Regions from separate parts of the Mus musculus genome. Here regions 2, 3 and 4 are each linked to region 1. A link is a contact called in public HiChIP or PLAC-seq data. All regions are on one chromosome and are shown on one strand. Each heading gives the region's core, a stretch centred on a gene start, on an enhancer-like site or on the middle of the called end of the contact. The rest is flanking DNA. Distances are from core to core; before and after follow the strand shown.

Region 1 (5,927 bases), core at 1,406-3,905:
ATCCATGATTTGATTTCCCACCATGTTACTAGGAAGGAGATGAAGAGACTTAGGGGGTGGAGATCTCAAGAGACCCCACCCAGCTAAGTTTTTGTTTGTTTGTGTTTACAAAGGTAGATAGATTCTGAGTTCATGAGCAGCCTTGGGCAAGGCAAGGTTGGGCCTAGGCATGGTGGAAATGGTAATTTCAGAGTAGGGTCTCACCCAACTTAGTTTATAGTCTGTGCTAAATGAAGACAGACAGACTCTGATGTCTTTTGCAATGTTAAAAACAACGTGAGCTTGCTATCGATAAGAATCGAAAGGCTGGGGTCTTGGGATGCTGAATCATAAGGTGTAACCACAAGGAAAACCTGGAATAAATGGCTGGATTGATGTGGAAAATGAAAGACTGAACCTGTGTTCTGCAGGAGATGAGCTATCCAGAGAATTTTTTTGAATAAAAAGAGAGAACTGCTTGGAGAACTCACACACACACACACACACACACACACACACACACACACAGACACACACACACACACACACACACACAGACACACACACACACACACACACACACACAGACACACACACACACACACACACACACACACACATCCCTTAGAGTAGCAAATATTAAGCAGAACACAGGTCGTCAGCTTGGATCCATGATTTGACTTCCCACCGTTCCTTTTGCTGCCCACAGGCACACACCAATGGAAAAGAATAAAGAAAGGATGTCTTCCAAGCACTTGTTACTCTTACAGAGAAGCCACGTTGTGTTGCTAGTACACATGTGGCACCTCACAGCCATCCCTAACTCCAGTTCCAAAGGATCAAATGGTCTCTTCTGGCCTCCTTAGACCCTGTATACATGTGGTGCACAGATATACAATATACACAGACAAAACACTCATACACATAATACAAAAAAAAGCCTTTTTAAAAGGACCCAGATATAAGGCAAATAAATATTGCCTGCTTAGATGTCTATCAACTAATGGTTAATGAAGACATGATACATATACACTAGTTATTTTTTAATTTTTTTATCTGTTGGAGTGTTTTGCACGTATGTATGTATGTATGTATGTATGTGTACAATGTGCATGTCCGGTGACCCATAAGGTCAGTGGAAAGTTTTGGATCCCTGGGAATGGAGTAACAGACAGGTGTGAGCCAGGATGTGGGTGGGTTCTGGGAATCAAACCTAGGTCCTCTTCTAGAGCAAGTGCTCTTAACCACCAAACCATCTCTCAAGCCCCACAAAGTAAAATTTTATTCATGTATAAAGAAAAATGAAATTATGAAATTCGCAGTGAAGTGACTGAGCTAGAAAAATAGAACATGAAATGAGTAGCTCAGGTTCAGAAAGACAATGAGTTAGCATTCTGTCTAAGCTCTGCCCCACAGTTAACACAATGGCTTCTCGTCCCCTGTCATAGGTGGATCCTCGGGGAACTTTTAGGGGTGTGTGTTTAATCTGGAGTCTCAGTAGAGCCCAGGAATGTGGAAAGGGCCAATGGGTGGGGCTTAGCGTAGAGTGCCTGTAGTGTAAAGTAGGAGAGGACATGGGGAGTTAACAATTAAGCACGTGTGGGGGCAGGGAAAGAGAGGGGCTGGTGGGGTGAATTAATTATAGCCTAGAATGTCTGACAACCTACATGGAAATCCTCTACTTAGTAAGATAATTTTAAAAAACTGTTTAGGGAGTTTGAGCACAACATTCTTCGTGGGTGCGTTGTTTCCCAGCCCCCCTGCCCAGAAGGACATGAGGTATTCTTTTAAAAGGTTCATTTATTTAATTTTTTTGTATATGAGTACACTGTCACTCTCTTTATGCACACCAGAAGAGGGCATCAGATCTCATCACAGATGGTTGTGAGCCACCACGTGGTTGCTGGGAATTGAACTCAGGATCTCTGGAAGAGCAGTCAGTGCTCTTAACCGCTGAGCCATCTCTCCAGCCCAAGACATGAGTTATTAAATAAAAGTCTCAGTGCCAGATGAGGGATCCCACCTTATTAGGTGTTTGTCAGGGAGGCCTAGAGGTCCCCACACAGCCACCACTACTGCTCATTCTCCCACCATAACTAGATGATAAGACCCTTTGGCTGAAGACACGGCACTTATTTCAGGGCAGAGAGAAATCAAGCTAGAACTGACTCGACAACTTCCTGGTAGCTATCTTTCATAGTGCTAATAGGTGCTGTGCAGGCCACCAAGAGAGAAAAGTGATCAATACTGTTCCCAAGTGGTGGATCCTGCGTGCTACAATAGTCACTTGCCAGGCAAAATGTGCCTGGGTCAGTAAAGGCATGAAGATCACTGGGAGAGCCAGCCACTCTCTTGTTGGCTCTGAGGCCTCCTGAGGAATTCATGTCTGGTACTGTAAACCTGGTCAAAAGCCCATGGCCTGGGAAGTGACTGTTGAATCCACAGTTCTAAATGGGACATCTACATCCACTACCACATCAAGATTCAGGGGGCATCGGAAAAGGACCAGAGTGGAGAAGAGTGCTGTGCAATACTACCTTCAGCACACAGTGTGGCCGCTGTGCACATAAACTCACCAAAGGCATTGAGAAGGCTAGGCTGATTCCAGGACAGACTTCAAATTGGTAGTTAAGGAGACTAGGCCTAAAAACTGGGCAAGCCTAGGCAAGCCCAGACAAGTCAGAAAAAGACTGCAGGCTCCAGGCAATGGAATGTCCCAGCAACCTGGCCTGAAGCAAGGACAGTGGGTCAGCAGCAGTTTCCAGACTTCCTCAGCTACTTCCTCAGAAACAGTTCCCAGACCTCCCTGGCAAGTTTCCAGCCCCCACACTCTGGTAATGGAATGTCTGTAGAGATGGATCCAACAGATTAACATAGAGGCCACCTACCCCCAAATTCCCTAATGTGCTTTAAATCAGGCCTGCAAGCTCAATTGGGTGTCTCCCTATCTTGGTAATGGGGAGACCCCATCATGCTGGACTTCTGCAGAATAAAACACTCTTTGCATTTACTTATTTGAGTCTGGGGTATCATTCTTCAATGAATCATGGACCTTTAACAATATAACACTGCACACAACTTTGTACTGTGTAATGCTTCCTCTGCACACAGTGTGGCCATTGTGTGCATAAGCTCACTGCAGCTGTAATACTGCTTATGACCTCTGCACAAAATTGAATCAATGAGGTTAGGCAGCATCCTGACAGGCAGCACTAAGTGGACTGGATGAATTACAAAGAGAGCAAGAAAGAAAGGACACGACGGCTAAAGGGGAATGTGTTGGGAATTCCAGGGAGTGGAAGAAGTGAATCTCTGCATGTATACATGTATGGAATTATATGGTAAATCTATACATGTATGGAATTGAAAAGAGACCATCTCTCTACATAGCCCTGGCTGTCCTGGAACTCACTATATAACTGCCTGTCCCTGCTTCCCAAGTGTTGCCTGGCTTAAAAGACATTGTAAAAGATTATTCTACAGCAAATGAAAACAAAACAAAAAAAGACAAAGAAACCTAACCTTTTGACCTGCCCTTTTACTCTTCCCTCTCTCTGTGCTCCATTTCCCTCGTGACTGGGTTCCGATCTCGGACCTCTTCTCTCCTGTCCCACATGGAGCCCATCAGAGCAGGTAGCCATACCTAAACCACAGAAGCAGACAGCTCCTTACCTCCTCTGGCAGCTGGTCCAAAGCACGGCTCTTGCTCCATACCCTGCCCTCTTGCTTATTTATTTTTTTAATGGAATGAAATCATACTTCTAAAGTATAAGTCACAACATGTCGGCTCTCCTCAGCTTCTCATTCCCTCAGAACGAAGGCAGACATGCTTAACTGTGGCCTGTAAACCTGTGTGGTTGTCTCTTCCACCACCATCTCCACCATCTCTCATTTTACTGCCTGTTGCTCTGTCCTAGCTCACCAGGATGGTGTTGCCAGTAGTCACTGTGTGTTCCCAGGCTCTTGTTTAACAGTGAGGCAAAACCCACACAGATTGTAAAGCAGTGAAGGAGTATTACTCAAAGCAAAACAATGGAAAAGATCAGAATACACTTGCAAGGGAACAGGGGGCCACATGAGCAAGGAACCTCAGGGCTCTGGTCACTGTCTGGGTTTGACTTTAGGAGAAGGAGCAGTTTGGTACTAGGCGTGGAATTTGGATGGTTCTCTAGTTTTACTGAGTTTTTTTTTTTTGTTTTTGTTTTTGTTTTCTGCACATTTCCCCTTATATAAAATATCTGATTTTAACCATATTCACATCTAATTGTGTACAGGCATAATGGAGAGGGGTTGGAAAAGGGGTATTTATACTCCTGGGGAGGTGGCCTGGGTTTGTGTGGCCCTGTACAATGGCCAGGGCAGAGGTGTTGGAAGAGGCATCATCTGCATATTCAGGGGCTGCAGTGGGCTGATAGTGGGAGCACAAGGACTTATAAGGTCAAACCAGAAAGAAGCCTAATAACTATGAGGGTAATAAACTCTTACTAGGGTTGATGATGGGGGAGTCAACTTTATGGTGCCAGGATGGGAGCTGGGAGAGAGCCAACTCCATGCTGCCTGAGGCCTGGGATTGAAACTCTCCTGGATTCTTCCTCTGTAATCCTAGGCCATTACAGTCCCACACTAGTCCTTGAACCTCCCATAATGTTGCAAGCATAAACTTATAGCAGCACAGATTATCTGTACAAGTCTGGGCTATTGACATTCTAATGTGGGTGAAGGAAGAGTTTGTGAGGTCCCACCCCAGGGTCCTCCTTCTGGGATTCTCCAGGTATCCATGGGTAATACGGTAATGTGTTTCAGTTGAAGACTTTCCAAACTCTCCTATACAGAATAATTGCTCTCATCTCTGCCCCCTTAGTTGCCCTGATTATTCTTCAGAACACTGTTCTAAAATTCATTATTTTGAAATTACTATATTTACATGAAATTGTTTTAAATAATAGAGAGTTCCTGTGTACCATTTGTATAACTATAACAAATGTCACAGCTGAGACATTGACATCAATCAGCCAAGGCCCAGAAGATTTCCAGGACTGTTTCTCCACAGGCCTTCATGACTGGGGTCAGTCCGCTTCCCAGAACTGTAACAAATACTTGAGAGTTAGTTTGTAGAAAGGTTTATTTTAGCTTATGGTTTTGAAAGTTAGGTTCCTTTGATCTCCTTCCCCAGCCTACTCCAACGATGTTCAACGAGGCCACACTTAATGTTTCCTCCCAGTAAAGTGGTGCTGGACCTGAGCCTTCAACACACTGGTATTTGGAGAACATCCCAGATCTAGACTAAAGTATTGTCCTTTTTATTTGTTTGTTTGTTTGTTTGTTTGTTTTTGAGACATAATCTGTGCAGCCTGGGCTCGTTTGGAGTAGATGATTCTTCTGCTTCATCCTCACAAGTGCTAGAATTATAGGTGTACACCGCCACACTGGGCTTTATAGAAATGCTCTTTTAGGACTATACTGACTTCCTTCCAAACGCTGGAAACCTGTCATCTGGTCTCCATCCCTATAGTTTGTTTGTTTCATAGATGTTATACAGTCACAGAATTAACCTTTTAGTTTCCCTTTTCTCTCACAGTTTCCAGTGTGTGTCTACTTTGAGCAGATTATCTTCTTTTACCCCTTCCAGAAAAGCCACTTTTTCCCAACAGCACCCCCTTCCCATCTTTCCACATGTGTCTGTGAGCCAGTGAGGCCCTGCTGCATTGAAGTAGCTTCTCTTGTATAAGCACAAGCTGGGATTTATCTTCCCCTCCTCTAGCAACCATTAGGTAACTGTAGCTCCTGGGCACTGTGTCCCCTCACAGTCTGTCACAATGCTCTAGCAGTGTGTCCCAGTGCTTCTTGCCTCCTCTAGCTCTCACTTTCTTTCCCTACACCCACCACAGTGCTTTGAGTTCTGGAGGAAGCAATGGAAGTGTTCCACTTAATGCTGAACTCTTAGTGGT
Region 2 (5,927 bases), core at 2,469-4,968, 460 kb after region 1:
GCCTCCCAAGTGCTGGGATTAAAGGCGTGAGCCACTCTAGACTGGAATCTTAGCCTATATAAGTAGAGAAGGGTGCTGGGCACCAGCGTGCATCCACTGTTCTATGAACACAGTGTGACCCACAGCCTCAAGTTCCTGATGCCTTGACTCCCCCTGCTATGATGGGCTGTAACCTAGAAATATGAGCAGAACAAACCCTTTCTCCTTTAAGTTGCTTTTGACAGAGTATTCTATCTCAATAACAAGAAAAGAAACTGAGACAGAAAGGTCTAAAGAAATAGCTCAATGTATTCACCTAGCATACATAGTGTGAAAAAAAACTTAAAATTTTTATATAATTTTGACACTATCTCCTTAAAAACTACCTTTTTCATTTAAGTAAAGCTGTCAAGACAATCAGAAAACAGAGGTAAAAAAAAAAAAGGTTGGTTGTCTCAGTTCCTAAGAGATGCTGGGTGCAGTGGGATACCCAGGAGCCAGGAGTTTAACAGTGCCATATTGCTCTAAGTTAGAACTGCTGACCAAGAGGGCTGGGAGCCATGACTCAGTGGCAGAGTGCTTCTCAGCATGTGCAGGGCCCCAAGTTCTATCCTTAATGCTGCACACAAACAGAAATGACAAGAACCAGCCTGGTGATGGTGGTAGCACAAGCCTTTAATCCCAGCACTCAGGAGGCAGAGGCAGGCTAGTCTGGTCTACAGATTGAGTTCCAAGATAGCCAAGAAACTCTGTTTTGAAAAACAAAACCCAAAACAACCAAACAAACCAAACCAAAACCAAAATAGAAAAGAAAAAAGAGAAAAAAGAGAAGAGAGAAGAGGAAAGAGGGAAGAAGAAAGAGGAAAAAGGAAAGAGGGAAGAGGGAAGAAGAAAGAGGAAAGAGGGAAGAGGGAAGAAGAAAGAGGAAAGAGAAAAGAAGAGGAGAGGAGAGGAGAGGAGCGGAGAGGAGAGGAGAGGAGAGAAGAGAAGAGAAGAGAAGAGACGAGACGAGACGAGACGAGACGAGACGAGACGAGACAAGACAAGACAAGACAAGAAAAGAAAAGAAAAGAAAAGAAAAGAAAAGAAAAGAAAAGAAAAGATGCTGGGCGTGGTGGTGCACTCCTTTAATCCCAGCACTTGGGAGGCAGAGGCAGGTGGATCTCTGAGTTCGAGGCCAGCGTGGTCTACAAAGTGAGTTCCAGGACAGCCAGGGCTACACAGAGAAACCCTGTCTCGAAAAACAAAACAAAACAAAACAAAACAAAACAAAAATTAAAATAAAAATAAAAAAATTAAAAGAAATGACAAGAACAACTAAATTCCCAGACATTTGAAAATGAGAGATGCTGTGGTTTGTCCGTTTTGAAAACTCACAATGACCATGAATCCTGACTGTGAACAACAGAACAGAACTTGGTTTGCTTGTAGAGTACGGGAGGATGCATACTTACTATCTCTAGAGCTGTGATGTCCTGTACCACCTTCGGACTCTGCCAGATAGAAGGCAGATGTAGCCTCTTGACCTTGGACCAGAACAGTGAGTCAAAATAAATAAAGATCTTTTCTTGATTACATTGTAAAGTTGACATTATGGAACTTACATGCATATATGTTCTTAAACTTCATTGTTAGTGCTCTCACCCCACTGCCCTCCTCCTTCCTTCTGTCCTTCTGTTACCTTTCTTCCTCCCCAGAGAGTCCTTCCTTCTCCTTTCGCATCTCACACATTTCACATCCCATACGTCTCAAGCTCTTGATGAGCTGGTTCAGTGGATACAGGCACTGCTTCGGAGGCTGACGGTCTGATCTACAGGATAAAAGGAGAGAATGACTCCCACAAGTGTTATCTGATCTCCAGATGTGTGTCACCATGCATGATGACACATGAACACACTTGCACACACCTGGAGGACCAGCTTCTGGTCCATGATGTTTCATAGTCTTCATTGTGACAGTTATGCTCAACTCTCAGCCCAAGGAAACGTTTACTCCTAACTCATCCATTCATGCAACACACTCATTACATTTCCATTATGGGGTCACCACTGTTCTAGACACTGCAAATTCAAGGGCAAACCTAAACTGCAAATCCCTTCCCTTGTGGATTTCAGTGGAGTGAGAGAGACAAGGTAAAGGGTTGAATCGATGGGTTGATGTGCTACATGTGGAAAATCACAGAGTAAAGCGTGTACGAAGAGTACAGCCTTTCAGAGGCTGTGAGGGAAGGCTTCAGTGAGAAGACGTGGAGAGAGTCACTGGGGAGAAAGGCTTCCAGGTGACAGGGAAGCCTGGGACAGGGCTGTACCCGGTGTGCTTAGGGACTAACACAGAGATGAGCAAGAGAGGAGAAGGGTGGTAGTGGAATCTAGTGACAATCTGGAGAGTGGGGGCCTGGCCATTGGACAGTGGTCTGACAAACCTAGTTCTTCTGAATGACACCAGCCACTGCTGCATCCTCGATGTCATGCATGCTCCTCGCCCACGGATAGCATGACCCTTTACATGCTTAGGAATTGCTAGAATTTTCCTACAAAACACGAGCAGGCCAGCTTCCAGATAACATGTTAGTGCCTTTGGCCACAAACACCTAAGCAAACACTTCCCGACGGCTCCAGATTTTGGAACACATGGGAAAATAATGTGCTAGAGAACTCTGCCACTCTGATTTTCTTTTGCAAGCCCTAGTTTTAGAGCATGTCCTTGGGATGGGGCTCCTGACTGATCACAGTAGACAGACAGGAGTTAGCCAGAGCGTGCAGTTGTTCCTCAGGTTCTCTTGTGACTCTAGATTTTTTTTTTAATAGTGTTTTGCCAAATATAATATCAAGAAAGGACTTGCGCTAGAAAGTTGATAATTGATGTGGACTTCTGAGTCAGCCTAGAGCGATGGTTCCCTCATCCCTTTCAGGAAGTTTCTACTAATCGTGGGCAGCTTCTCCTGCTGTTATAAAACTGCCATGTGACAAAAGGCAGATAGATCACCTGTGGAGACATTTACTTCCTGTCTCACGGTCTCGTGATCTTGACACCTCCCTTATGATCTTGCTAAGAAGAGGGCTGGACCAGAGGTTGAGGCATTGTCTAGATCTCAGGACTCACAGTGATGGGGTGACTGACTGAGGAACTGGGAACCTGCTCTGGAAAACGCACCCTCAGCACTTTTCTCTCCTCCCTGTGGGCCGGAGAGGGGCTCCCAGTTGCTTTCCCCTGCGTCTCCGGGTGCAGCTTACTCAGCTGTGCCTTTTAGTTTATGAAGAGATTCTGTCTTGATTTTCTTTTGGCCATTGTCTGTGCTTTTCTGCTATACACCTCAACCATAAACAGAAGAAACATGCACAGACACATGCAAACACACATGCCAGACATGTACATGCATGCACTTTCGAACACACACACACACATCTTTTTAAACTCTAGCCATTTGTCTCCTTAATATTTAAAAAGGGGTGATTCCATTCTCTGCCTACTTGGCATTTTGTGAGAGACTACTGGACTGTGTGGTTCCAGCCTGTGATATCCTTTCTATTGTTTGGTTGTGATAATAGGGTGACTGGTACACAGCAGAGCTTGCAGGGGCCTGTGTTTTATGAACATTATAGGAGAAAAAACTTGTAAAGTAGTTTGAACGAAAGAAAGTATCGAGGGCCCCAAGTTTCTGGAGGTGGGACCATGGCTTCTGAAGTGACAGGTAGGAGCCTGCTCTGTAGACAGAAGGCGTTTACTTGTCGAAGGAATCCGAGGAATGTTACCTCCCAAATGTAGCACTCTGGTATGTTGACTTGCTGATGAAAGGTACCTGGGTCAGCAGAGGCTGGAACAGGCTTTACTTTGAAAAGTAAAAAAAGTAAAAAAGTAGTCTCTGATCTACCTAATGATCAGGTTGGCCAAAGGATACAGCTGCCTTTGATTTCCTCCCACAGATGCTGCCAACCAGGGAAGGCCCAGGGACGTCATCACACTCAGACTTTGTCACAGGCTATTTATTGCCTGCAGCTTTGGCCCACACCAGAGAGATTAATTTACCTCTATTGTTTGTCTTTGGGACCTTCAGTTACCTTGAAAATTATTCACTACCTCTCAGGATGGCTAGATTCCCCGATTTCCCATGCCACTGAGGAAGCGTTCGTGAGTGATCCCCTTCTTGAGCTGCCCCTGTGCACAGCGTGTATCTCTGTGCTGCGTATTTGGTCATCTGTTCCAGTGTATCAAACCCTCATTTTGATTTTAGAGGGGTAGAGGGGACATTTTCCCTAGGAACTGCAACTGAGCTGGCTTTAAGGGCTTTGGAGACACAAGGCGGGCGACATAAGCTCTGACCTTGTGCCAGCAGCTTCCTGCGCAGCATCCAGACACTCCAGGGAGCAGCTTAGAAGGCCAACTGCAGCTAGGCAAGAGCTGGGTTGTTGTAGAAAATCATTTAAAATCTAAGCCCATGGTTTCAACCCCACCTTAAACCAACTAGTTCCCCAGTAAAAGTCGCACTCTCAGCCTTTATATTTACAATAAGCTCTAAATTCTTCATAGTCCTTTACTGCCAAGCCTGTGAAACCTAAACCCCACCTACTTCTCTACTGTCAAGCTATTGGCTGTTGGCATCTTTATTCACCAATCAGAATTAACTTGGGGTCATTAGGGCTATATGTAGATTCTAGGTGGGGGTGGTGGGGGTGGTGGTGGTCTGCACTTAACATTACAATACAAGCAACTTCAGGCTGGGTAGGCTAGAGACAGAAGAATGCAGGGTGGTGTCTCAACTGCTCCAGTTGGATACACCCAGGTATTTTAGATTGGGGTGAGGTCCCAGGCCTGCCTTGAAGAAGGCTCAAGAACCAGGCTAGATATAGTATTGCACGAACTACAGCATTAAGAGGCATGTACTGGCTTCCAGCTGGGGCTCTTGCCAAGGTAGGACGTGAACAATGTACAGTTCTGTTCCTTTGTCTCTCTGGATCATAAAGGACAGCATAGAGCCAAGTCTGGTGGCCCAGGCCTGTGATCCCTGACACAGGAAGATGGTCAACTCAAGCACAGCCTGAGCCTCAAAACAAAAAGTAAGAAATGTGGGAGGGTCTGGTCTGATTCCCAGTATCACAAAAAGATAAAATAGAGGCAGAGGCAGGTGGATTTCTGAGTTCAAGGACAGCCTGGTCTACAAAGTGAGTTGCAGGACAGCCAGGGCTATACAGAGAAACCCTGTCTCGAGAAACAAACAAACAAACAAACAAACAAACGAAAAAAAGAAAAGATAAAACAGAATGAATGAATGAAATAACAAAGTGAAGATAGCATTACACCAGTGGGTTGCTGGTGGGGGAAATCACTGCTACATTGATCTAAAAAAGAGTTGGGCTATTGCCCTGAAACCCATCTTGTTTGGCTTCCTGTCCTACTTAATGCTTTGGAATATTTTTTTTGAAGAGCCTCTCTTAAAGTATGATTTAAGGCTTACCACGGGATGAGTTGACTTTTTAAAATTGAAGTATAATTTTTGGACAGTAAGATGTATTTGCTCTAAGTGTCCTGTGTAATCACCACACAATCTGGTTTTAAAAGTCATCACCTCAGACTGACCCTCTGTCCCTTGTGGCTGGTCCCCAATCCTAGGCTCATCTCTGGTCTCAGGCAATGGGCCATCTTTCTGTCTCTGTGGATTTGCCTATTCTGTAACACCATTTTCATACAGAGCTGGCTGGCCTTGAAATCACAATGCCCCTGCCTCTGCTTCCTGATACCGGGTGTGTGCCACCAAGCCTGGCTAGGTTTGCATCTTAACAGGTTATGATAAGTGGAATCAAGTGACACTCAGTCCTCTGTGTACAGCGTCTTTCAGCCAGTGTGGTCTATGCATTCTGTATGAGATCTGTTCCTTTTGGTTTGTGGATAATAATCTACTCACATACATTGCATTTCCATGCACTGTTGACCATGGGTTCTGGGCTGTAGCT
Region 3 (5,927 bases), core at 1,102-3,601, 430 kb after region 1:
GGAAGAAGTAGCTGGCCTATTGGTCTTGCTATGTTCCTGTCTTAAATGACTGTGTATGCTTTGTATAAAGGTAAACAATGTTTTTAAGACATTCTAGTTGGCTACTATATCTCAATCTCTTTTTTAAATATGAGAAATGGCTTGTCCATCCCCTATAGAAGCCATCTCATTGTCATTTTTAAATTCAGTGATGGGGGTGATATTTCGTTACTATTAACTGTTGTCTTTGTGTTAACCCCTTCAGTCATTCTCTCTGTTCTTGGAACAGTGCATCCTGGCATGTGAAATCCATCTTGTGTATTCTGGTAAGAGGTTTGAAAGTGGCTTATTATGTACATATGTAAGGATTCCCCAGATCAGTGGTTTTAAATCTTTTAAAAAATATTGCCTCTCTAACAAACCTTTTTTTTCTTTTTCTCCCCCTCCTGCCCCCTGGTATTTTTGAGAAAGGATCTCATATAACCTGACATTAAAATAATTATGTAGCTGAGGTTGGTCTTGAACTCCTAATCTTCCCACTGGAATTACAGGTATGTACCACACAACCAGCTCCCCAATAGGTCTTTTTTCTCAGTTGTTCCTCAATTTAGTTTCTCTCTCTCTCTCTCTCTCTCTCTCTCTCTCTCTCTCTCTCTCTCTCTCTCTCTCTCTCTCTCTCCATATACATATATATGTACACACACACATATATGTGTGTGTGTGTGTGTGTGAGCAAGCATGTGTGCCTGCACATATCCTTGGAAGCTCGAAGAGGAGGGCTCTGGATCCCCTGAAGCCAAAGCTGTCAGTTGGGTGCTGAGAACTGAGCCCAGGTGCACTGTAAGAGTGGTAAGTGCTCTTGATTGTGGAGCCATCTCTCCATTTAGTTTTAGCAACTCAGAGATGCTACATTGTATCTGTGTGCTATGTGTGCAGCTTCCCTTTCTATACACCTTGAGTGTTTTAGCCCCTTCAAAAGCCAAATTTGACTCCTTGGAAGCGTTATCTCTTTATGGAGAACATGTGGCTTGGAATATTCTTCTTTTTTTTCTTTTTCTTTCTTTTTTTTTTTTCTGACACAGGGTTTCTCTGTGTAGCCCTGGCTATCCTGGAACTCATGCTGTAGACCAGGCTGGCCTCAAACTCAGAAATCTGCCTGCCTCTGACTCCCAAGTGCTGGGATTAAAGGCATGTGCCACCACTGCCCAGCTTAGAATATTCTTTATTTGTGTATTCCTGATATTAATCTATAGGGTCAAGGCATAATTTACATTTTAGAATGAACTGTTTGACAGGCCATTCCTTTCAAAGTTTGGAAACGATTCATAGAAATGTATAGATTTAATCAAACAAGAATTTGTTTTCTTGGCTCCTCTCTGGCCACCCTCTAAAATGCACCAACATTTGACCTTCTAGTTCCTGTTCACTGCTTCTCCAGAACTTTGCCCAGGTTGTTCCCCTCTCTGGCCAACCATGGTAGTGATTAACTCAAACACATGAGCCCCACCCCAGCTCACTCCACCCCCTATAGATTCTTCGCAGTTTCTGCTTTGGCCTCTAAGCCTGTCCCAGCCTCAAAGAGCACTTTAGAGACAGAATGGGTGGCTACCTTACATACGTGAAAGTTTCATTGGTGCATGGCAGTGAACCCCATGGTCTCACATATTACTTGCTAAGTCGCTAACATAATTACGGTCAGTTCTAAAAGGGGACATAGTGTGCTACATTCTCCGAGGAACATAGGATGTGGAATAAAATCACAACAAAACAAAAATAAACCAGCTACTTGGAAATTTAAAAGCACTCATTGAATCAACAAGTGATCTGGGAGGGAAATCCAGAGCAGAGAAGTTTACTCAGAAAATAACGATGGTTAGAACACACTGCCATGGCCTCCGGAACGTCCGCGTGAATAGCGACCACAGTGGACTGGACATGTAACCCCACCTCCTACAAAGTGAGCATTCATCAAGGGATGGAACATTTAGATCAAGTCAACCTTCCCCACGCCATACTCAAGGCAGCCGCAGCAACCACTGCACTGCCTGGGCTGGACTTCTGCTTCTACATTATTCTGCATATCTCAACTTCACTGCCTCTCACTGTTTTGGGGAGCTGTAGGGGTGGCTGGGGGTGGGACCGTGAAAGGTAGCTTGGTTCCCCCGTTGAGCTAAGGCTTGAAACCCCGGAGACCCTGAAGGGCCGATAGGTGCTTCACCTGTTCCAGGCACCAGGCCCCTGTCACTAGCCTCAACTCTCCCATAGATTTGTGGCCATCAGACATGCAAGGGCAACACCCCAAGCCCCTCCATATGTAGAGGGTGTGACCTGTGGTCACATGGGCTTAAGACAGATCTCCATACTAATGAGATAACTACCTGGAGGCATTAGCCAGATAAGCTTCCCTTCCCAGACACTCCTCCCTGCAAAAGGTATTGAACCTCAGGCCCGCCCTGAGAAGTGGGGTTTGGTTTTATTCACCCACTTTCCACCATGACAATAAATATCTTAAAAACATGGACTGTCCCTTTTCACTGGGATCTGCCATGGGGACCCATGGAGACCTTTGTCTATAGAGCTACAGTCTAACCTCCTGTAGAAGGTCTCTCTGTGCTCCCAGCCACGGCCACCATCCCCACCCCACTTCTTCCCCTGTCCCCAGGGCTAGATCCAGCCTGCAGGCCTCCACTCAGTCCTCAGCTCTTCCAAGGCTCCCAGCGGCCCCTGGATGTCCGAGAGTCTGAGAACCAGACCGCCCGGCCTAGTCAAAGGCCTAGGGAACCCCAGACCAGATCCAGCTGTCCCGCACCTCAGGTTGTGCTTCCCTGCCCCCCGGAATGGTGTTCGGGGCTTCCTTACAGCCTGACACCCGCCTGATGACAGGGCGGGGTAAGCGTGGTCAACTCTCTGCGTCCTGCCTTCCCGAGTGGCAGAGCCCTGTAGCAGAGCAGATGCGGGACCCATAACCTTACAGTTGGGGGGATGGAGGTTGTTCCTGGCTGATTTTTCTTAGTCTGCTCTAACATGTAGGCAAAGATGGGGTTGAACAATGGACATTTATTTCTCCCTGGTTTTTACAGGGTGTGAAGACCAATGTTAAGGTGCTGGCTGATGTGGGAATTTGTGTAGAGTCCCACCTCCTGGCTTGGGGGTTTGTGTAGGGCCTCACTTTCTGACTTGTGAGGTTTGTATAGGGTCTCACTTCCTGGCTTGTGGGGTTGTGGAGGATCCCACTTCCTGGCTTGTGGGGTTGTTGAGGGTTCCACTTCCTGGCTTGTGGGGTTGTGGAGGATCCCACTTTCTGGCTTTGTGGGGTTGTGGAGGGTCCTTCTTCCTGGCTTATCAACAGCTACTTTCTTGCTATGCATGTTTATGTGGCACGCTCATAAAGAAAGATCTCTTTCTTTTCCTCTTAATAATGCCACCAAACCCAACATGAGAATCCTACCCATGTGTCCCCAAGTAAACCCAGTTTCCTCTAAAAGGCCCCATCTCCAAATGGCATCACATGAGGATTAGGGAGGGCTTCCATAGGAAGGTGGTAGGCGGCAGGAGGCATCGAGCCACAGCGTTAGCTTACTGACCTGTGGGGGGAGGGGCTGCTCAGTTACCTCTTATAGTCAGGCGGTTTCTAATTTTGTGCAGGATGGATATGCACTCAGCTAAAACCAAATAAGCAAACATCTTACAGCCATGAGTGGCCATAAGGCATAGCTGAGGCCTAACAAGACCTGAAAGGGAGGAGGATATTGGGTGGCGTTTCCTGAAATGCTGTTGCATGTGAGTTCTTTCAGCATTTTGCTTGTGCCTAGAATGCAAAATGAATGCTTGGGAACATAGCAGCCATCTGGTGAAAAGAGACTAAGGAGAGCACCGCTCGCTCTAGGAGTCTGAGCCCCTGTTGTCCTCTGCAGCCCTCCCCTGGAGGCCTCCTGCTAGACTTCCTGTGGTGCAGGAGAGACTCTTCAGACTCACCTTCTGTATTTGGGTTTCTGTTACCATGCAGATGAATACTAGCTGCAATGAGGAAGGGACATTAACATTTCTTACTATGGGGTCCAGCTAGACGGCTCAGCTTGTAGGATGCTTTCATACAAGCTTGAAACAATAGGAGTTTGATCCCAAGATGGAAAGAGAGAACCAGGTTCTGAAATTTGACCTCTGACCTCCATACATTCTTTATGGTACACACACACACACACACACACACACACACACACACACACAGGTCATAGATGCACACTAACAAAAAGTTTTATATTTTGTTCTTCTAAAATGTAAACCTCCTTGTGATTGTACCCCACCTCCTCTTTCTCAGTTCAAAGGATGAGCCGAAGGCCTTGAGCATGCTAGGACACTGCTGTACCACTGAACTACCTCACCCTCCAGTGGACTGTGTGCATTTTGCAGCTATATGAAAGGTGGTATATGTTTAAAGTTCTTAATACTTACTTTTAATAATAATGTATTTTCCATGATCTTTTAACATTCATTTGAATATTCTTAGCCTTTTTTGGGTAGACAGGGCAACACCCTTTCTCCTCCTAGAAGAGAACTGATTGTTATTATTCAGGGCTAAATATAGAAAAAAAAAGTCTGTTGCTTGTTTTAGGATAATTGTGTGTTAGTGCTGAAAATACAAGATATGAATAAGCAAAAGGGACAATGGAAAAGATGCCAAAACATGAAAATTAAAATAAAACACAAAATCAGGAAATGATTAACAAAATAACAAACAAATATAGTAAAAGTTGTTCTGCTAAAAACATATGCCCCCCAGTTTAGTCAAACATACACTCCCAGTTCAAATGAACATTCACCCCCAGTTCAGAATGAAACTTGAAATCTGTTACAAGTTAACCAGGAGCTTTACCCAGCATCTTTTCTCTTTTGTAAAGGACAAACCCAGAATGTCAACTCTCTATCCCTGTGTTAGCCATTCAGAGAACCCAGTGACATGTTCTGGACTGAGTAGATAGCTCAGCAGGAAAAGGCACAAGCCATCCAGGATGTGAACCTGTCAACTGAGCTTGAATGTGCACACCCACACGTGGAAGGAGAGAACTGACTTCCACATTATTCTCTGACCTCCATACATGAACACAGCAACCCTACCAAACAAATGAATGCAATTAAACACACAGAACCTTAAGAGCTCCCGACTTTACAAAGGAAATGATGAATCTGGGCTTTGGTTTAAGATAACAGGGACCAGAGAAGTGGTGGGCACAATGAGAAAATTGGCTCTTGTGGATCATGTTGAAACATCGGGACCAGGTATCAAGAGGTTCCTTATATATACCCTGCTTATTTTTAAACATGTTTTATGCTTTCCATAACACTATTTTAAAAGAGAGCTTCCAAATAAAATTTCATTGGGTCTTTTGTGAAGGATTCAAAAACATTAGGCCATATTGCAATAACCAGCTGAGAGGTGCTCCTGTCAGGCCTGACTGAGTGGGTGTCCATAGGTTGTAGCCTGGCTTGCCCTTGACCCTGTGTGTACCTGCCTCAGCCCTCCTGACAGAGCTTTTCCTGCTTCTCACATCCTCCATCATCCAGCTGGCCATGGTTATACAAGCAGGGCTAGGCAAAGGGAGCTGCCTGCTCTTCGTTTCTTATGGATGATGCTTTTCTTCTAGACCCTTTTCTATACTGTAAATCCTTTTTGGTTCCAGTCCAGGATTTTGAAATTCAAGAGCTAGAAAGAATCACATTTCCCGAGTCTTGTTTCTGCTGCTGTACTGATTCTCAGAAGGCAGTGAGAGCAGGACACACTGACACCATTGTGTACATATGTGTGACCTAATGAGTCATGAGTAAGAGTCTGTTGGCAGGAGCACAGGCCTATTACCATGGCTACACCATATACAACGGAAAAAAAGAAAGCATCATCAATAAATGTTGCTGGTCTAACTGGCAGTCTGTATGTAGAAAAATGAAAATAG
Region 4 (5,927 bases), core at 1,368-3,867, 320 kb before region 1:
ACACACACACACACACACACACACACACACACACGCGCTACCATTCCCCACTGAGCAACTAACTCTCTGCCGCCCTCCGAGGCTCAGGTTCCTACAGAAAGGGTTATATTCATCTGTAACTCCAGTTCACGGGGATATAGAGAGCCTTCCAATTGGCCTCCACAAGCACTACATATATACAAGCAAACACTCAAAAACATTAAACTAAACTCAATCTTTAAAAAATCCTCAAGATAATGATTTATAGAACCTAAAAAGTACTTTCCTCAATCTTTTACAAAACAATTATCATCAAACCTTGCAAGTCCAGGAATTTTTACTGTTTTCCACTTGATCTTCACTTGAATCATCAGAATCTGGATAAAGATCACTGTAACTTCCCTGTGAGGAAGGGAAAAATATAAATAAGGGAGGTTATAAGGAGAAAACAATATTCTAGAATGAAATAGTAGGATGATTTGGAATTCTGAGAGAGTAAAGTCTTTAATGATAATACTGATCTGTAATTACCGTTGACTCTCTTCTTATTCTTCTGTTAGGTTTTCCTAGTGCTTCAATAATCTCAAGAGCATATAACAACTTATGAGCACTCTTAATTTTGAGAAGTTCCTTCCAATTAAGTCCATCATTGCTCTTAAATTACAAAAAAGAAAAACAGGTTTAGCAAGACAACTTTCTAGATAATTCTCTGAAGTCCTAAAACTCATAAAAATACTAGCACGAAACACAGATATTGCACACTTTAAAAACATCAAAATCTAAGACAAAAAGAAATGGTATCGGCAGCATGTTTAAAGTACAAACCATTCATTAAATATTGTTAAAATTAAAGATTTTATCAAAAAAAGCACAGAAAAATAATTAAATTAGAAATTGCTGTCTCTGCTATCAATGTATGAACTAATGTTGGCATAATATGTAGCTTTGAAATGTTATTACTAAAGTGATCACAAACCACATTCTAGAGCCAATCCTTTTTCAAGTCAAGTAATTTAAGAAGTCAGACTTCTGAACTCATATGATGGTGTGGCAAATCAGATAGTGAGTGGTATGTAACAATACGCCATTTGTTTTTTTTTTTATTCATTACACATGAGTCTTGCAATAGATCTTCCTTGAAGAAACCCCTTGTTATGTAGCTTTTAAAAGCATTCTTGGGGAGGTCTGGAGAGATAGCTCAGTGGTTAAGAGCACTGACTGCTCTTCCAAAAGGTCCTGAGTTCAAATCCCAGCAACCACCTGTAATGAGTTGTGACGCCCTCTCTTAGTGTGTCTGAAGACAGCTACAGTGTACTTACATGTAATAAATAAATAAATAAATCTTAAAAAAAAAAAAAAAAGCATTCTTGGGCTAGGTGTGGAGGCACACACCTTTTATCTCAGGGCTTGGCAAAGGAAGGCAGATCTTTTTTTAGTTCAAGGACAACCTAGGATATATGATGATTTCCATGCCAACCAGGGCTACATAGTCAGTCCCTGCCTCCAAAGGAGGGTAGCTAATGTTTCCTACCTCAAAGAGGGGATGGAAAGATGACTAAGAGGTTAAGAATATATATGGCTCGTGTTATGGTTCCCAGCATCAATGTAGAGTGGCTAAAAACTACTTGTAACTACCACTCCTGGGGATGCAACACCCTCTTCTGCCTCCATAGGGACCTCACTCACGTACATACATGTACTCTCAAGAACTTAGCATTGAAAGAAAATAGCATAAATCTCTTTGTAATGTAATCTTTCACTGTAAAGGCATTTACAATGATATCCAACACTTTCTATACGTAATCTGATATTATAGAAGAAACATTAACTATGTATTAAATTCTGTTGCCTTGTTTTTACAATTCTGTCATTGGATCTGTATAACAACCTAAAACAAGGTCTGATGGCTGTTACTTCATCATCACATTATATTTATCTCAATTTTCCTAGTTTTGCTGTCAAAAAGAAATATTCAAAACATACAAGTTTTTAAAAACCTTATCAATAAAAGCACTACTCTGGGGCTGGAGAGATGGCTCAGTAATTAAAAGTACTTATTGCTCTTGAAGAGGACTCAGATTCAATTCCTAGCACCCAATGGCAGTTCAGTCATCCACAACTCTAGTTCCAGGGGAACCAACACCTTCTTCTGGTTTCTGCAGTGCCAGGCATGCACACGGTGCACAGATATATACAAACAAATCACTCATACATGTAATACACAAAATCTTTTTTTAAAAGGCAAATTCCTATTTTTCTAAAGACAATTTAACAAAAGATCACTTGCATTTTACTTATGTTACATAACTTTTAAAAAAATGATATTTAAATTGACACTTTTTTCCTATTAAATTAGCAAAAGGAGATTACTGAGATAGCTCAATCAGTAACATATTTACCTCAGAAACATAAAGTTGGATCCCAAGTACCCTTTGAAAAAGTTGAGCATAGCTGTCACATGTCTGTATTACTGCCATTGAGAGGGCAGAGGTGTGTGTGTGTGTGTGTGTGTGTGTGTGTGTGTAGCAGGGATGATGATGGTGGTGGTGGTGGTATCCAAAGAGGACCTCTAGCCTCCATCTATCTCTGTACACAAACACTGCTGGGAGAGTACAAAGCCTGCGGGTGGGCTCACCTGCTCGTCTGAGACATTCTGGAATGCCGTCAGCATGTTGGGACAAGTCGGAAGAAGCATCAGCAACTCCCAGACACGCCTTGAAAGATTTTCTGCATGAAGATGAAGTTCTTCACATTTTAAACTCTACATAAAATAAGAACACTATTTTATCAATAGATCAGAAGAAATAAAAAATTTAACTTCAATTTTAAAAACTGTTTTGCGAAAATTTCCTACCCTTACTTTTAAAAATGTCTGAAAATTTAATACTATGTTTCTTAGGATAAATGTATCCAAGAAAATGATTAGGTGGAAGTAGCATTTTTCAACTTCTCATTAACATTCTCTTTTTTTGTTTGTTTTTTATGTATGAAAGCTCTGCTGCATGTACACCTGCAGGCCAGAGGAGGGCATCAGATCCCTTTATAGATTGTCCTGAGCCACCATGTCGGTGCTGGGAGTTCAAACTCAGGACCTCAGTAAGAGCAGCCTGCGCTCTTAACTGCTCTGCAATCATTCCAGCGCCTCGGCATTTTTTATATTAGCTGATCATTGTTCCCAAGCAACTTTTGAAATAGAAGTTTATCCGTGTTTCATAATTTCCACGTCTCTTTCTTATTTCTTCGCAGATTATCATTCTATGTACAACAAAAACTCACTAAGTTAAATTCTGACCTATTTGTGAAGAGATTAAAGGAAAGCACAATTTTTAATGAACCTGAATTTTGCCGTTATCATTTGATAAAACTTAAGTTGAAAAAGGTGAGCAAATAAAACAAAGACTAGAAAAAGGATGCTTTCAAAAACACATTTAAAAAGCAAGTTTTCATCCATTGCCCAAGTAAGGCAGCATGGCAGAAGGGGAAAAAAGATAAAACCTAACACCCTGGTATTTTCCATAGAGTATAAATGAATTTATTATTATACTGCTACTACTATAACTGTAATTCCCAGTGTTAATGAAATGCGCTGAATACCAAAGAAATATTCTGTAAGTAACAACAATGATCTAATGACAATCATTTTACTAAGCTAATATAAAGTGGTCCTTCTGTATATGTGGTATTTTGGGTCTAGGATCTACAAGCACACGATCATCTATACTTACATAAATTCAATATATAAAAGATATGGCAAAGCTTTGTAAGCTGTGGTGTATGCCTATATATTCCCAGCATCCAGGGAGCTGAAGAGGAGGAGTTTTAGTTTAAGGGCAAGTTGGGTCTTCGAGTAATATTCTGTCTAGAGGTGTGTGTCAAGAAGGTGGGGTGTGGGGAGAGAAGACTATGCAGAAGGATAAAGAGTTCAATCAAGGTAAGCCTCAGCTACATACTGAATTTGAGAGCAGCCTGGTTCATATGAGACCCAGTGTCAAAAATCTAAATAAGGAACAGCTATGGGGAGGGTGTTTTTCAGAGGGGAAACCAGGAACAGGGATAACATTTGAAATGGAAAGAGAGAAGAGAGGGGAAGGGAGGGGAAGGGAGGGGAAGGGAGGGGAGGGGAGGGGAGGGGAGGGGAGGGGAGGGGAGGGGAGGGGAGGGGAGGGGAGGGGAGGGGAGGGAAAAAATGTCTTAGCTTGAGGTCCTGAGTTCCAACTTAATGTTTGTTGGAAATTTTCATTCCTTGGCTGAAATTGTTAATGGGGAGAATATAAATATGACAACTCTAGGGACTAATTTTGAAAACAAGGGAGCTTTAGAACAGGAAATCTACAGTAAACTTTCCTTTCACAGCCCTGATGAAGAACCTAAGGAAATCCCAGAGTATTCTGCTGAATCTGTGAGTAGAAGTGACAGAAAGAGCTCCACAATCTAACTGGACGCAGAACTGGCGAGGTAGTTCAGTAGGTGAAAGGTGCGTACCACCAAGGACAATGACTTGGTGTCAGCCCCAGGACCTACATGGTGGAAACAGAGAACCAACTGCTCTCTGACCTCCACATCTGTACTGTGATAGAGGAATGCAATGCACACAGACACATAAAGACATAGACACAAGACACAGAGACACACACACACACACACACACACACACACACTGAAAGAAGTTGAGTCCACTTTCTTTGCCACCATTTCTTTAAAAGGTTGATGAAAGAGAAGGGGCAGAGCTAGAGGTGGTAAAATGACTCTGCTGGTAACACCTGCCGTGGCCGATACACAGGCGCATGCCACCGAGCCTAATGATTGGCTGTAGAACTGATTCCCACAGGTTGTCCTCTGATCTTGGATGAATGTAGTAAGCACAGAATAAGACCCAAAGAAAGAAATGTATTAGATGTATTTTAAAATTATTAAAGATAAACACAGACTTTATTCTAAATGTAACAACGGATTGGGAAAAAAAGCTAGGATTCTGTTATGAATTAAAACGACCTACAATATAAGACAGGATAAATGTAGCCTAAAACAGATAAAAACACCATTTTACTGATAGTACAAGTATTTCATGGGAGATTGTTAGTGGTAGGTCTACTCTGTGGTTGATGTTGTGGACTACTTGTTGATCAAGACTAGTGTAACCCTGATGAAGGTTCTCAAGTAAAAATATAGGACTATTCCTGTCTTAAGTAGCAGTGTCTACCTGCAGTCTTTGTTTTCTCTAGTATACCCTTCCATGGCATCACCTAAACATTGCTATGAACTACCCATAGAAAGATCTCAGATTCTCGCCATGGTAGTAATGCATTTTCTAGATATAGTAAAGGCTACAACCTCCCCTTCTGTCCTTATCTCAATTATGCTATGCTCACATTCTTCAAACTGCAAAAGTGACATTCACATCTCAGAAAAATCCATTAATGGTTTCCTTCATTCCAATCAGCATTTAAAAAACAAACAAAAATCTCTGTTAACACATAAAACTTTTTGTCCCTTCCTGTTTGCTTTCAATAAATATTGTATAGAAAGAAGGCCAGGTGTGGTGACTCATGCCTTTAATCCCAGAACTTGCACTCAGGAGGCAGACAAAGCAGATCTCTGTGAGTTCAAGGCCGGCATGATCTACATATTATATTCTAGGACATTAGATATATGCAGATAAATGCTATCTCTAAAAGAAAGAAAACAAACATATAAGCAAAATTGTCATATATAACAAGAAAGCTATGAATTTACTATCATTTTTTGACAATCTGAAAAATGTGACTATTTGTAATAAGAAACAGCTTTGGGGATATACAACCTAAAGAGGACATCTCCTGTAGCCAGGCAGGAACCCCAGAGGAACGATTGAGGCACCACACCTTACCCCCAAACTTTCAACCCAAAATCTGTCTAAAAGAAATACAGGGAATGGGGATGAAGCAGAGACTGAGGGAATGACTAACCAG

What was found. HiChIP or PLAC-seq counts read pairs in DNA pulled down with a chosen protein or histone mark.
Region 2: a contact with region 1 is called in an H3K27ac HiChIP or PLAC-seq map of embryonic stem cells, with 10 read pairs. The contact joins two enhancer-like sites. A contact is called at or near these places in 3 of 484 Hi-C or Micro-C datasets (muscle stem cells, palatal mesenchyme and reprogramming fibroblasts) and 4 of 115 datasets of contacts at active chromatin or transcription factors (cardiomyocytes and embryonic stem cells).
Region 3: a contact with region 1 is called in an H3K27ac HiChIP or PLAC-seq map of embryonic stem cells, with 5 read pairs. The contact joins two enhancer-like sites. A contact is called at or near these places in 3 of 484 Hi-C or Micro-C datasets (muscle stem cells, palatal mesenchyme and reprogramming fibroblasts) and 2 of 115 datasets of contacts at active chromatin or transcription factors (cardiomyocytes and embryonic stem cells).
Region 4: a contact with region 1 is called in an H3K27ac HiChIP or PLAC-seq map of embryonic stem cells, with 5 read pairs. The contact joins two enhancer-like sites. A contact is called at or near these places in 1 of 115 datasets of contacts at active chromatin or transcription factors (embryonic stem cells) and 1 of 9 other capture datasets (liver).

Annotation. Positions count from the first base shown.
Region 1 is chr11:23,077,394-23,083,320 of GRCm38.p6, reverse strand. No RefSeq gene overlaps it. Among named protein-coding and RNA genes, the nearest start is that of Gm12059, 15 kb to the right of the region's middle. Within about 2 kb of position 2,655, at least 33 of the 459 cell types and tissues checked have an H3K27ac peak or open chromatin away from gene starts, as enhancers often do. A contact at or near this core is called in embryonic stem cells, where this site is marked.
Region 2 is chr11:22,619,897-22,625,823 of GRCm38.p6, reverse strand. No RefSeq gene overlaps it. Among named protein-coding and RNA genes, the nearest start is that of Gm12052, 11 kb to the right of the region's middle. Within about 2 kb of position 3,718, at least 39 of the 459 cell types and tissues checked have an H3K27ac peak or open chromatin away from gene starts, as enhancers often do. A contact at or near this core is called in embryonic stem cells, where this site is marked.
Region 3 is chr11:22,644,030-22,649,956 of GRCm38.p6, reverse strand. No RefSeq gene overlaps it. Among named protein-coding and RNA genes, the nearest start is that of Gm40816, 7.1 kb to the left of the region's middle. Within about 2 kb of position 2,351, at least 17 of the 459 cell types and tissues checked have an H3K27ac peak or open chromatin away from gene starts, as enhancers often do. A contact at or near this core is called in embryonic stem cells, where this site is marked.
Region 4 is chr11:23,398,266-23,404,192 of GRCm38.p6, reverse strand. Usp34 (ubiquitin specific peptidase 34) reads right to left here. Exons shown (of 80, transcript NM_001190401.2): 30 at 2,615-2,740; 31 at 511-633; 32 at 298-381. Among named protein-coding and RNA genes, the nearest start is that of Gm22753, 78 kb to the left of the region's middle. Within about 2 kb of position 2,617, at least 7 of the 459 cell types and tissues checked have an H3K27ac peak or open chromatin away from gene starts, as enhancers often do. A contact at or near this core is called in embryonic stem cells, where this site is marked.